Regions from separate parts of the Danio rerio genome. Here region 2 is linked to region 1. A link is a contact called in public Hi-C data. All regions are on one chromosome and are shown on one strand. The core of a region is the stretch at or near the end of the contact, and the rest is flanking DNA. Distances in the headings are between cores, read along the strand shown.

Region 1 (7,611 bases), core at 2,750-5,249:
GTAGTGTAGTATTTCATTTCGATTTTATTAACTTCAAGAAAGATTGATTGTATACAGTATATATACTATGAAGACGATGCAGGGTTATTTTACATTCAATTATTCAATTTGTGTACATGAACACTGAGATTTCTAAAAAAAAAAACATTGAAGCATTTGTTTCATTTGTAACTTTGCTTTAACTGTATTGATCAATGCTTGTGATTTGGTTTATCATAAGCATGTCATGATTTTGCCAAGTACCATGCGATCCTGGAACATCATTTTTGTTGGAAAATGTAATCCATACCAATTCCCTAACCCTAAACCCAACCATAACTGTAAATTATTCCCAAAATCAGAGGAGAATAATTGATAGATAACAATCATGTAGAAGTGCATAAGCCTAACCGTACGCCTAGACTTAACACAAACTGTAAAAGTGTCCCTTAATTCCGATTGGAATGTTGTTTCAGGATCAACATAGATGTTAATTCAGGAACATGTCCTACTTGGTCAAATCAGGTTGGCTTATGACATTATATGCAGATGTGTCTAATACAGAACCATCCTAATCAATCTAAATAATGGATTATTTCCAAAATGAGCTATTTATTTTATGTGTTAAAGTGTATACTCAATATCGCAATATGTATCGCTGATACAATTAAATATTGCAGTCAGTTTTTCCAATATCATGCAACCCTATAGAATAAATGTTAGTCTATGTGTCTGATCACATTTGTTTTACAGGACACTGACCTCCTGTGGCAAGATTTCCACGAGAAGCTTTTGGACAATGCTGTAATTTCCATGGACGCATACTTGGCTCAGTTTCCAGATATAAAGGTTTGCTTTTTATTGCGATTTGACTCGATAAACTCTCTCAGAACACAGTCCTGTTTTTTACATTAAATGTTTCTCATGTGGATGTAATGAAATTTCCACATTTACAGGAGCTACTGGGTGTTTTTATTGCTCCCACCACCAGCCAAATAACCTGTTGATTGATCATTAGTGTGACACATGAAAACAGAAACACCACTTGTAATAAGGTCGAAAATACTGCTACTTTACTTTCTGCACCTAAAAACTGAAATTTGGGCCTAACCGTGAAATCACATGATTTTTTGCAGCTCCATCAAGGGTTGCGTGCAGAATGTGCTGTTATAGCCTGGAAAGCAATTGTTGTCAGGGCTCTGAGAAAATCACTTTGTTACTTTTGTCCAAAACACATGCGCTATAAGTGAATTGAATAAACTAAACTAGCTGTAGTGTATGTGTGTGTGTGAACAATAGTGTATGGGTGTTTCCTAGAGCGAGCATCCGCTGCGTAAAACATATGCCGGAATAGTTGGTGGTTCATTCCGCTGTGGCGACCTCTGAAAAAGAGACTTAGCCGAAGGAAACTGAACGAATTAATGAATTATCCAAGGAATAACGGACATGTAGAGTATTAGATGGTCATTGTCGTGTCTCTCTGTCTCCCTCTGCAGGCTCGCATTGCAAAGCGTGAAAGGAAGCTGGTGGACTTTGACAGTGCCAGACATCATTTTGCCTCTGTACAAAAAGGCAAGAAAAAGGACGAGGCCAAAATTGCCAAGGTATACCAGATCCTCAGTCAAGCTTTTTGATAAATGGTCTGGCTTTTTGTTCACAAACCTTGTCAGCTAACCAACTTCAAATTCAGCCATTACTTAATATAACACAACCTCATGCTTTTCAAAACGCATAAACTATTCGATGACACTTTAGTTTGTCACAATTCACGCTATTAACTACTGGCTTATTACCTGCCTATTATTAAAGTATTACTGTTTAATAGTAGTTATAAAGTAGGATCTTATTCAGCATCCTTGATACTACGTAAAACCTAATCTTAACTATAAATTACTACCTTACTAACTATCATTACAAAGCTAGTTAGTCATTTATTGTTTACTGGCAGGCAAAACATTACTATTTTCTGCTGTCTGCCAAGTCACAGGCTGAGTAATTTCTCTCTTTTTTTTTTGCCAAAAAGCTAGATACAGTTGAAAACAGAAGTTTACATATACTCTAAAAAAAAAAAAAGGAACATAACCTTTTAAAAAAAATGTCTGATGGTAAATCATACTCAACGTTTACTAACGTTATTTTTTTTTCCTTGGTATTTTTTAAGCTTTGCTTTTAAACTGTATAACTTTGGTCAAATGTTTTGGGTATCCTTCCACAAGCTTCTCACTATAGTTTGAAGGAATTTTGGCCCATTCCTCCTGACAGAATTGGTGTAACTGAGTCTGATTTGCTGGCTGTCTTGCTTGCACAAGCTTTTTCAACTCTGCCCACAAATTTTCTATAGGATTGAGATCAGGGCTTTGTGATGGCCACTCCAAAACATTCACTCTGTTGTCCTTAAAGCAGATTTGAACTAACTTGGCAGTATGCTTAGGGTCATGGTCTGTTTGGAAGACCCATTTATGGCCAAGTTTGAATTTCCTGGCTGATGTCTTGAGATGTTGTTTCAGTATTTCTACATAATGTTCTTTCTTCATGATGCCATCTATGCTGTGAAGTGGACCAGTCCCTCCTGCAGCAAAACAGCCCCACAACATAATGCTGCCGCCCCTATACTTCACAGTTGGGATGGTGTTCCTAGGCTTGTAAGCTTTCCCCTTTGTCCTCCAAATGTAACACTGGTCATTATGGCCAAACAGTTCAATCTTAGTTCCATCAGACCACAGGACATGTCTCCAAAAATTTGTCTTTTCCCCAGTGTAATTTACTGGGAAAAAATACTGTTCTACAGTTGTGCCTCCGATTAACTCAAATGTTGTCAATTAGACAATCAGAAACTTCCAAAACCTTGACATCATCATCTGAGCTTTTTCAGAGGCATAATAATCTTATTGTATATAAACTTGACTTTCAAGAAAAGTTATAACAATTTCTCAAAAAACATCTCTCTCATTATTCTGCATGACAGAAACAAATGTGATAATCCTTACTTACCTAAAAGAGAAAAGGTTTAGTCACATAAATGGTTATGTGCCTTTTTATAGAGTATGTAAACTTCTGCTTTCAACTGTAATTGTTGTGCAATAAGGTTTAGCCTTACTAACCAACAAGAAGACAAACCTGAGCTGTGCTTCTACCGAATTCCTTCAGAGAAGAAACTGCCAGAAAGAATTTTTGCCAAATGGTAGCATCATTGACTCATAACAATCTATGGTACCAATGGCTGAGAGTGCGTTTGCATGCTTTTTACACAGTAGAAACTGGAGGGACATGATCGTGCTAAATGACTGAAAAACGGCTGCTGGTGCAGTGTATGGATCACATGTGCTCACAATTTACAGTTTGTGTTCATATTTTGGTTCTGTTCTGTTGATATGTGAACCAAATATCGAAACCGCTCAAAACAGATGGAAATATGACCGGTTTGTGCTGCATTTGTTTGGAGATCCAAGTGTAGCTGCCATTACGGCCCTTTATTTTTTTTTGCTTTGCCAGGTCTCTGCCTAGGTCACGTGACTGAAAACTATCAATTGAGCTAAAAGTCGTAGTTAGTGCTTTGTTAAGAGCGTGAATTGTAGCTTAAAATAAAGTTTGACAGCTTTCTTGACTTGTGGAACTTGAAAGAAGCTATTTTAAATGTTGAAAAACCAAACAGTTTTGGTTCCCATTAACTTCCATTGGTTTCATCTTGCTGACATGTTTCAATGCACCTACCGTGTTCAGTAGATGTAGGTTAGGAATGACATCAGAGTAAAAATTATGCTCTAACTATGAGCAATATGTGTACTGAAGTGTGTTTTATGTGTATTTGCACAAGCTTCTGTCTTTGCCTGCTGAGATTTGTGTGAACTAACAGCAGAGGTGTGTTTGTCGCTGCTTTTCTCTCTCTGTGCGTCCAGCCTCTGGCTCTGGTGGAAAAGGCTGCTCCTGTTTGGGCTCAGGGAATATTAACAGCACATCAGATCGCTCAAACTAACCTCACACGAAACCAGGTGACTCATCTGTCACTCAGCCTGTAAACTCTCCCCTAACATCCCTTAAACCACACCCCCTTACTCATAGTGCACACCCACTCACACAGCATGGCTTCTTTCCTAGCACTTGTTCCTGTATTACTTTAATACATGTTTGTCAGATATGAATGAAAAGTTTTATTTGTTAAAAGTAACTGTTTAATCGTTTGGGTTTGGTCTGATTATTTTTGAAAGAAGTCTATATTACTCAGCAAGGCTGCTTTTATGTGAACAAATACTTTGTTAGTCAGTAATATTGTGAAAAATATCATTAAAAAAACTGTTTTCTGTGTTTAAAATAAAGTTGGTTGAAAGCAAATTTTTTAGCCCTATGAAATTGTAATTGCGTAGCACAGTGGCTCAGTGGTTAGCACTGTCGCCTCACAGCAAGAATGTCACTGGTTCGAGCCCCGGCTGGGTCCGTTAGCATATCTGTGTGGAGTTTGCATGATCTCCGCGTGTTCATGTGCGTTTCCTCCGGGTGAATTGAATAAACTAAATTTGCTGTAGTGCGAGTGTGATTGTGTGTGCATGGGTGTTTCCCAGTACTGGGTTGCAGCTGGAAAGGGCATTCGCTGCATAAAACATATGCTGGAAAAGTTGGTTGTTCATTTCGCTGTATAAATATATATATATATATATATACAGAGCATTCGGATCACTTCACCTTTTCTACATTTCTTTATGTCTTTATATATATATATTTGTTTATTAAGTTCATTTATTTCCTCAAAACTCTTCACACAATACCCCATAATGACAAGGTGAATTTTCTTTTTTATTATTGTTGCAAATGTATTAAAAATAACAAAAACCTAAAAAATCACATGTACATCATTATTCACAGCCTTTGCTCAATACTTTGTTGATGCACCTTTGGCTGCAATTACAGCTTTACATTTTTTTGGAATATGATGCCACAAGCTTGGCACACTTTTCTTTGGGAATTTTTGTCCATCCCTCTTTGCAGTACCTCTCAAGCTCCATCAGGTTGGATGGGAAGCGACAGTGTACAGTCATTTTCAGATCTCTCCAGAGAAGTCCAATAGGATTTTGGTCTGGGCGCTGGCTGGGCCACTCAAGGGCATTCACTGAGTTGTTGTAAAGCCACTCCATTGATATTTTGGTGTTGTGCTTTAGGTCATTGTCCTGCTGGAAGATGAACTGTCGCCCCAGTCTGAGGTTAAGTGCACTCTGAAGCAGGTTTTTATTCAGGATGTCTCTGTACATTGCTGCATTCATCTTTCCCTCTATCCTGACTAGTCTTCCAGTTCCTGCTGCTGAAAAACATCCCCACAGCATGATGCTGCCACCACCATGCTTCACTGTAGGGATGGTATTAGCCTGGTGATGAGGGGGCTGGTTTTTTCCAAACGTTATGCCTGGCATTCACACCAAAGTGTTTAATTTTAGTCTCATCAGACCAGAGAATTTAGTTTCTTATGGTCTGAGAGTCCTTTAGATGCCTTTTGGAAAATTCGAGGCGGGGAGTGGCTTCCATCTGGCCACTCTACCATACAGGCCTGATTGGTGGATTGCTGCACAGATGGTTGTCCTTCTGTAAGGTTCTCCTCTCTCCGCTGAAGAAAGCTGGAGCTCAAACAGAGTGACCATCAGGTTATTGAACACCTCCCTGACGAAGGCCCATCATTCAGCTTAGATGGCCGGCCAGCTCTAGGAAGAGTCCTGGTGGTTCCAAACATCTTCCACTTATGGATGATGGAGGCCGCTGTGCTCATTGGAACTTTCAGAGCAGCAGAATTTTTTCTGTAACCATCCCCAGCCTTGTGCCTCGAGACAATCCTATCTTGGAAATCTACAGACAATTTCTTTGTCTTCATGCTTGGTTTGTGCTTTGACATGCACTGTCGACCCTGGGACCTTATATAGACAGGTGTATGCCTTTTCGAATCATGTCCAATCCACTGAAATGAACACAGCTAAACTCCAATGAAGCTGCTGAAACATCTCAAGAATGATCAGTGGAAACAGAATGTACCTGAGCTCAATTTAGAGCTTCACGGCAAAGGCTGTGAGAACTGATGTACATGTGATTTTTCAGGTTTTTTTTTTTATTTGAAACAATTTCAAAAACTCTTGTTCCGCTTTGTCGTTATGGGGTATTGTGTGTATTGTGTGAATTTAATACATTTTGGAATAAGGCTGTAACATAAAAAAAAATTGGAAAAAGTGAAGCGCTATGAATACTTTCCAAATGCACTGTATATATAGACTGCTTTAATTCCATCCAAACTAAAGGAAATAAGACTTCATGTAGAGGTAAAACGATTTTAGGAAATACTGTGAAAATTTCTCCTTTAAACATATAAATGATATAGGTTAAACATATTATACATATAAATTAACATGTTAAATCATACAATAATGTAAAATATCAGTTTATATATGAAACCTATTCAGCTAAGATCACTGAATGAATTTATTCTTTGACTAATGTTAATAAGGTAAACTGTATTATTGACATGATTGACTGTTTACATCAATACTTCCCAAAATGGCCTTTTCTACACAAAAGCAATATTTGACTGTTCAAGTTGCAATAAAGCACAACAGTAAAGTAAATTCTTCTCTCGCACACTAAAGCATCTCTGCCTCTTTCTGCACCGTGATTTAATGCTCATATTTTGTCAAATGGTACATCAAATGCAATATTTTCCATCTCCTTTTTCATCTGATTGTAGTTTTTAAACACAGAAAGATGGTTACACATTCGACCATTAAATGCAGCCTTGCTGAATAGATGTATTTATACTCCAAACCTTGATCAATAGTGGATTTAAATATCTACAAAAATCTGAAAAATCTCTTTATGAAATGCAAAAGGAGGTATTTAGCGAACTGTCTAAGAATGGAAAATTAAAAAAAAAAAAAAAAAAAAAAAAATATATATATATATATATATATATTAATGTTGCTTTTTAAAACATTTTTCAAAAATCAGTGTTTGAGGGTTTGATGTTGTGGCACTGTGTTTTAGTTTTATACATGTTTTTTTTATAGTTAGCTGTGTAGATCCTTTTTGGAGTTTGATAGCTTGAAATTCTTCATGGTCTCTCTTTTTGTGTAATACATTATAAAGTAAAGGTTTTGTGTGTGTTTAACTGCAGATTTCAGAGATCAGATCACTCGGTGTATCATTATTTGGCCATAGTCCATTTATGCAGAGATGAACGTGTAACTCTTTGTGTATGCATTTTCATAAATGATAGTGTCTTCAAACTAATGACTGTGTTTAGGCTGAGGAAGACTTGGGCAGAGCTCAGAAAGTGTTTGAGGAGATCAATTATGATCTCCAGGAGGAACTTCCCACCCTGTGGAACAGGTAATAACCAGCTTTTCATCCTGCCTTTCCCAGATCATCTCTCTAATCCATGTGCTGATTTCTGTCTCTTAAAGGAGTAGGATCCTTAAAAATGAACAATCTCAGTGTGTTTTTATTTATTTTTTTCTGTGTGTCTGCGTGGAACATAACAGAAGTATTTTTTGTTGTATTCGTCAATTTTCCTCTATGTACACTGAAAAAATTATTCATTGGATTTACATTTTTTTAAGGTACAGTTGAAACTAGAAGTTTACACACACACTCTAAAAAAAGCAACAC
Region 2 (7,611 bases), core at 3,630-6,129, 90 kb before region 1:
CACTTTTGCTTTCATACGTATTGACCCAGAGACAATTCAAAACAACCAAAATCACAATAACCAGGACTCAGATAGCCATTATCCTTATTTATTCAGCTACTCCTCAACCATAATGATCAGCATTATTAATTTTAAAGTTTATTTTATGTGTTTATTTACTTTGCTGTTTTTTTTGTTTGTCTGTTCACTCCTTTATTGTTATATGTTTAATATGGGGGGGTATATGATCATTTATGTTAATATAAGTGTTTTTAAAAGAGAAATAAAAGTCGAAATTGCACATTTGCATACAACAAATGCTTTTTTTATTTACTTGTGTTTCATAAAGAAAGTTGAATAAAACCAATAATAATAGGTGGACTTTAATGGCAGAGCGTTGTGCTCTTTCACAGGACAGACAGCCTCTAACTGTGGATCAGATGTATGAAGACATCAGCCAGGATCATGTTAAAAAAACCGTCACCATTGAGAATCACCCTAATCTCCCTCCACCTGCTATGTGCTCCGTACATCCATGCAGGTAAATGCAAACATTTATACCTGATTTGATTAGCATATTTTTTCAGAACAACTTGGTTAACTTAAACTCACGCCAACACGGGGAGGACATGCAAACTCCACACAGAAATGCCAACTGGCTCAGCCAAGACTAGAACCAGCGACCTTCTTGCTGTGCCACAATGCATTTCATTGTATAATATTAAGTTAAAGCTGACATCACCAAATTACATTATATGTTTTTTTTTAGATCAAATTTCCTCAATGTTTCATTTATTATCTTATTTATTAATTGACTTCCTTTCATTTACAGTACACCTTATTCAAACTAATAATCTGCTCTTCTGTGTTTATTTGACAGACACGCTGAGGTGATGAAAAAGATTATCGAGACTGTGGCGGAAGGAGGAGGTGAACTCGGGGTCCATATGTATCCTTTTTTTCCGAAAAAATCTTCTTAAAGGGTTAGTTCACCCAAAAATGGCAATTCGGTTATTAATTACTCACCCTCGTGTCATTCCAATAAACCAAGGCTTTGTCTAAAATCGCCTACTACCCAGTAGGTACTGCATTTGTTTTTAAACTTACTACTCAACCGTTAAAAAAGTATGTTCTGTACAGTATGAATGTGATTAGTTTGAATGGAACTCGGGCGTCCTACATCCACCATTTTGTTATGATCACCTACACCCATCAGTTTCGTCACTTCACTCCCATTCATAAATTCTCTCGTGGTGCATCACAGAATAGCATTGCATTGGTAATTCTTGAATTCAGACCTACTACTCGGCTTGCATGCTGTTTGAAGCGTACTATAGTATGGACGTATGCAATTTCAGATGCAACCTGACACCTTAATTGATCTTCAGAACACAAATTCAGATATATTAGATGAAATCTAAGAGCTCTCTCATCCTCCATAAACAGCAATGGTCCTGAGTTTAGAAAAGCAACCAAAAACATAGTCAGAACATTTCATTTTAAACATTCACTGTATATGGAGGATGAGAGAGCTCTTCTTGATTTGTGTTCTGAAGATGAATAAAATAATTGGTAATTATTAACATCAAGCATTATTTTAGAAGCACATTCTGTTCTGTTCAGCAGATTTATTATTATCATTATTATTTTTTAAATATTTCTAAATCATTTATCCTGTGCTCATCAATGCTGCATTGTTTGTAGTAAAACGTTGTTTCAGTTACTATAAACTTCAGTTTCAAATGATCATGCAGAAATCAGAATCAAAACAAATTTAAAATCAAGAAAAACATTAATTTAGCCAAACGTGTTCAGCCCTTTTGCTTATCAGAATCATAAAATGAACATTACCAGTTTGCAAAATTCTTCAACATATCTTATTTTCTGTTCTAGTTTACTTGTTCAAAACCTGTTTCTTTCTTTCTTAAGATATTTTGATGTAAGATAAGCGCTGACTTGTATAGTATGTTTTTTTTATTATGAGTGTCAATGGTTACCGCTTTGCAACATTCTTCAAAATATCTTCTTCTGTGTTTTCGTTTATTTGTTCAAACCGTTTTTTTTCTTGAAGATAATGTGAACAAATAAACAAAAACACAGAAAAAGATATTTTGAAGAATGTTGCAAACCAGTAACCATTGATGCTCTTAGTGAGAAAGACAAATACTATACAAGTCAGCGGTTATATTACATCACAATATCTTCAAGAAAGAAAGAAACAGGTTTTGAACAAGTAAACAAGAACACAAAAGAAGATATTTTGAAGAATGTTGAAAAATGGTAACCATTGACACTCGGGAACATTATGGAAGTCAATGGTTACGACATCACAATATCTTCAAGAAAGAAAGACAGAAAGAAAGAAACCACAGGTTTTGAACAAGTAAATGAGAACACAAAAGAAGATATTGTAAAGAATGTTGCAAACCGGTAACCTGGTTACGACATCAAAATCTGTTTCTTTCTTTCTTTCTTGAAGATATTGTGATGTTGTAACCATTGACCTCCATAGTATTTGTTTTTCTTACTAGTTTCAATGGTCACAGTTTTGCAACATTCTTCAAAATATCTTTCGTGTTCTTGTTTACTTGTTCAAAGCCTGTTAGTTTGTTTCTTTCTTGAAGATATTGTGAACAAATAAACGAGAACACAAGATACTTTGAGGAATGTTGTAAAGCGGTAACCATTGACTACTTAACCATCAAAAACTGTGAAGTAAATGGTTTTGACATCACAATATCCTCAGAAGAGGAAATGAACATGTTATGAGTAAACAGAATATTTAAGTGAACTGTACCTTTAATTCATGCAGTTGTTATTGTAATAAACAAATGTTTATTCCCCTTATAGATCACTTTACCTTAACCTTCCTAACTCCAGGTATCTTCTGATTTTCCTGAAATTTGTGCAAGCTGTCATTCCAACAATAGAGTACGATTACACAAGGCATTTCACCATGTAGATCCCACAGCTACGACAACATGGATTGTTTCTGCGCTAAAGAAGCGGCGACAATACGAACCTCGAAAGACTCTCTGTCCTGAAAAATGCTGGCAATGGTGTATGAAACATCTGGGAGAGGATCTGACGGTCAAATCACACACTCACACACACACACATTTAAATCCAGTTTCCTAACTATTCTTCAGCTTAACCTCTGTACTATCACTTGCTCTTAATGCTGTCCTGAAATGAAAAGTGTTTTATTTTATATTTGCGTTACAAAAATATATAAAAATATAAGCCATGGCAAATAATAAATGGCTGTTCAAATATGTTGGTGTTATTTGTATGTTCATGATCATTTTGTGTGTGCGAGGTGAGCTTGTTCGATATGCCAGCTTGTCTTAACGCGTTGTACTTTGAATGTAGGAATCTCTGTCTTGGTTTCTGATTATTGTTGTGGTAAAGATGTATTCACAAATCCAGCGGACTACATCTATTGTATTTGTGGATTTTAACGTATTGTACACAATGTCAGGAGAAGCTGGAGCTAAATTGGTGCTTTGTTCTATGTTGGTCCACAGATAAACACAAAAACAGTTACTAAATAATAAAAGTCTGTGTAGTCTTTAAGGGAATTTAATTCATACACCTTAATGCAACAATGAGTGCTATTAATTCTAAGATATGTGAATCTGTTAATAAAACACTCTTTTTATGGAGGATTGCTAGTTGTATTAACTACTTTGGGGTTACTGTGCTATATTTACCTCAGGAAATATATTGTTATATGTGTAGTGCTCCTCACAAAATAGACAACACTAAAATAAGATGTAAAATACACTTTGCTGAAGCTATTATTAATGTAAGTTAATGCTAATTTCAACTAACATATATTTATTTGGGTTTTAATAAAGAAGTAAATGTTATTTGATTTAACTGAGCTGATGGGAAGGCTAACAAAAACGAACTAATAATGCAACAAATATATTCATTGTAATAAATTTGGACATTGTGTAAGCTGTCAAGTATATGCTAACAAGGGTTTTTAAGGTTTTTTTTTCCTAATTTAGATGTAAAATGTCGTTATTGTAAGTTGTTTACATAATGTCATTATTATTATTATTATTATTATTATTATTACCTCAGAAAATATATTGATAGTTTTAAGTGCATTGCTCATCACAAAATAGACAACACTAAAAGTGTAAAAATACACTTTAACGAAGCTGTTGTTAATGTAAGTTAACGTAAGTTTTTTTAGTTTGTTTTAATAAGAAACTAAATGATATTTGATTAAACTGAGCTGATGTGGAGGCTAACAGAAATGAATAAACAAGTCAATAGAAATCATTGTAAATTTTGACGTTGTTTAAGTTGTCATTTGTGTCCTAACAAGGACTTATAAGTCATAATTTTTCCGCTGAAAAAAATGGTTTAAACCAGCATAGGCAGGTTGGCTGGTTTAAGCTGGTCGACCAGCCTGGTGTTAGAGGGCTCTTGGCCATTACAGGCTGGTGATGGACCAGCTAAAACCAGCTTGTCCAACCTATCCATGCTGGGAGCCCAGCCCAAACCAGCAATGTTCAGCTTAAACCAGGATGGTCAAGCTGGTTTTAGCTGGTCATTTACCAGCCTGACTAACTAAGACCAGCCTGAAATGGCCAAGACCCTTCTAAAACCAGGGTGGTCGACCAGCTATCAGCCAACCATGCTTAGGTTGATTCAAGCAGTTTTTTTCCAGCAGGGTTCTTATTATTATACTAAAATTAAATATTATTCATAGTAATATTTGTGATTTACGTATTACATAATATCAAAAGTCAGTAACGTAAATAAATAATACACATATGTGAGTTATGTTTATGTTTTGGCGGAACTTTTCCTACCGGAACGTTTTAATACTCGACTTTGACAGGGAATGTGCATCAGTCGCAACAGCCCCCGTGTTGGAGTGTTTGTACTGGTATGTTTATATTTCCTTAACAGTGTTAAACCTTATTTATGTTTTTGAAATCTCTTTCCACAGTTGTTTATTAGTTAACATGGTTGTAAAATAAATTGTGTATAATAAGTGTCTTAAGTCATGGAACGTTTGATTGTTTTCCAGCTCAAAATTGAGCCAAATAACTGAGTTTAAGAAAAGCTAAATTCATACGGAGATTTAACATACCACAATAACTGCGGTAACTGTAGTATTTTAGAATTTATTAGACTGCTACTAGGTATAGAAATGTACTGTTATTAGTTGTAATTAATTGTAATTCGTTTATAGGAAACAGTTGACAGCGTTAAGAAATTGCTACGTTTCATATCAACAAATGTTTGTTTGTTTTCCACAAAATATCACAGAATACGTTTGTTTATGTACCTCATGTCCACACACATTCCCTGAATTAATAGTCCATCCAAAAGCATATTCAAATATTAATAATATTCTGTCATTATTTGCTCAACTTCACGTTGTTTCATGTACTAAGTGTTTTAAAATAACTACACAATACGTAAAAGGAGGCATTTTCCATGGGGATCGGGAAAAAAGAATGACAATGTATTATTATGACAATATAATTAATTGACAAATAATAGTTTTTGTCCAATCGAGTAAATTACATTGACATACAAAAAGTCATTGGAAACCACACATCTACCCTTCAGACTCAGCCTTTAACCAAGTTCATCTCTTCTACTGTTAATGTATTGCAGATTGTGTACAGTGTCCTGTGTGGAGATGGAGGCTGTTCTGTCTGCTCTGCCGTGGGTCCCAGTGAACATCAGTGGTTCTGATCTACTGGCCAAAGCCTGGTTTGGTGACTCTCAGTACCGCGTCCTGCTGACTGACCTGAGCACTGTGTGGGAAGAAGAGATGAGCACAGATGACATCCAGAGCCGAGCACAGGCAAGAATATACCACACTGCAAGACTCCAGTTGAACTGCATTTAATGTAGTAATGCCTCAATCAAATGAATAACCAATGAAGGCAAAACAGTGTAGCAGTATATTAGTACACACGCTGTGATTTCATAATAAATACAAACTCTGAATTATAATAATGATAAAATTATTTTATGTGATTTATAAAATGTGTTTCTGTTTTTGAAAGTCTGTCACAGAGGAATCATTTATTTAATAAAAAAAAATACAACAAAACTGCATACTTGCATATAGTCATCATTATTTTAATGTAATACAATCTCAATCTAAAAATATTAAATGTACTATTATTAATAAATATAATAGTATTATCGAATTATGGTTATTATATAAATATACTAAATATAATAATATATATTTTACGACACTATTTAATGCTAAAATATTCTTCTTTTCACTGAAGGATCTGAACAAGCGTTTACGGGCTCCTGCACAGGCGTTTTTCTCTCATCTGTGTTCTGTGGCTCGGCCCTGTTTCTCTGGACTGGATGAGGATCAGATCTCTGCAGCACAGGCGGCTCTTGAACAGCATGGTGAAAGCCTGACGGTCAAGCTCAAGAGTGAACTGGCTGGACTACCCTTCTACTGGGAGTTTAGATGTACAACAACGCCTGTAGCAGTGGTGTGAACCTTTTTTTTCAAAAACATCACATCTGATGGCATGATATGTGTTGTTTAAGAGCTCAGCATAAATGAGTTGCCCCCCTCTTATTATAATTTTTTTTTTGAAAATGAATGTTTCCAAACATTTCTCAGTGAATATAGGTGATATTTTGGTGCATTTAAACAAAAGAGTTGTAATAAACAGTTATATCTATGAAATTCAAGTTTGGTCAGCTGACATCTTTAGGAATAGAAAGATTATACATTTACATTCAAATGAGTTATTGCTCCAAACAAATGACCAAATTAACTTAATTAATTAATTAATTAATTAATTAATTATCTCTCTCTCTCTCTCTCTCTCTCTCTCTCTCTATTTATATATATATAAATATATATATATATATAATTACTTATTTATTTTCTTTATTAATTATTTACTTAATTATTTATTCCTTATTTATTCACTTATTTATTACTTATTTACTTAATTATTTATTTACTTATTACTTTATATACTTGTTATTTGTAACTTGTTTATTTACTTATTTCTCTTTTATTAACTTAATTAATTATTTATTTATTTACTTATTTATTTTTTATTTGCTTAATTATTTATTTACTTATTACTTTTTTATTTACATATTTATTTACTTACTTATTTATTTATTTATTTATATATTTACGTAATTATTTATTTACTTTTTTTACTTTTTACTTATTTACTTTTTTCTTGTGTATTAATTTGATATTTTTTAATTTATGTATGTATTTATATATATTTGTTTTTTTATGAATGTATTTTCCTGCTGCAGAATTTTTCACACCAGGACATTGTAATAAAAATAAATAAATAAATAAATAAATAAATAAATAATAACAATAAAATAATAATAAATAATAAAAAAATTATATATATATATATTTTTTTCAGCCGTAATATAAAATTTCAAATACCTAAAATATTCTTTGTAAATCATAACATAAATAGTCAGAAAATATATATTTTTAAACTGAACAATTTGGTCAGTTTATTCAAAGCGTGTGTTGATGTTTTTGTTTGTTTTTACATACATTTTAACAAGCTTTATATTGATTGAGAACTTAAATTGCTTCAGTACAGTAAATGTTGTTTTGAAAGTTAAAAAAGA

What was found. Hi-C and Micro-C count contacts between places; a contact is called where the count stands out from the background.
Region 2: a Hi-C map of an unstated tissue shows a contact between it and region 1, with 2.7 times the contacts expected there. The contact joins the promoter of nhej1 here to the enhancer-like site in region 1. A contact is called at or near these places in 2 of 18 Hi-C or Micro-C datasets (caudal fin and an unstated tissue).

The regions. Positions count from the first base shown.
Region 1 is chr6:7,947,244-7,954,854 of GRCz12tu, reverse strand. It overlaps bin1b (bridging integrator 1b), which reads left to right. Exons shown (of 19, transcript NM_001327970.2): 6 at 733-828; 7 at 1,476-1,583; 8 at 3,876-3,968; 9 at 7,247-7,332. All of the region lies in intron 2 of LOC141386180 (a long non-coding RNA gene), which reads right to left. Among named protein-coding and RNA genes, the nearest start is that of si:ch211-114n24.6, 28 kb to the right of the region's middle. Within about 2 kb of position 3,999, at least 6 of the 62 cell types and tissues checked have an H3K27ac peak or open chromatin away from gene starts, as enhancers often do.
Region 2 is chr6:8,038,431-8,046,041 of GRCz12tu, reverse strand. It overlaps nhej1 (nonhomologous end-joining factor 1), which reads left to right and starts at 4,879. Exons shown (of 8, transcript NM_214749.1): 1 at 4,879-4,888; 2 at 5,629-5,821; 3 at 6,261-6,479. The coding sequence starts at 5,654. It overlaps atg3 (autophagy related 3), which reads left to right. Exons shown (of 12, transcript NM_200022.1): 10 at 393-520; 11 at 860-928; 12 at 2,860-3,530. The coding sequence ends at 2,941.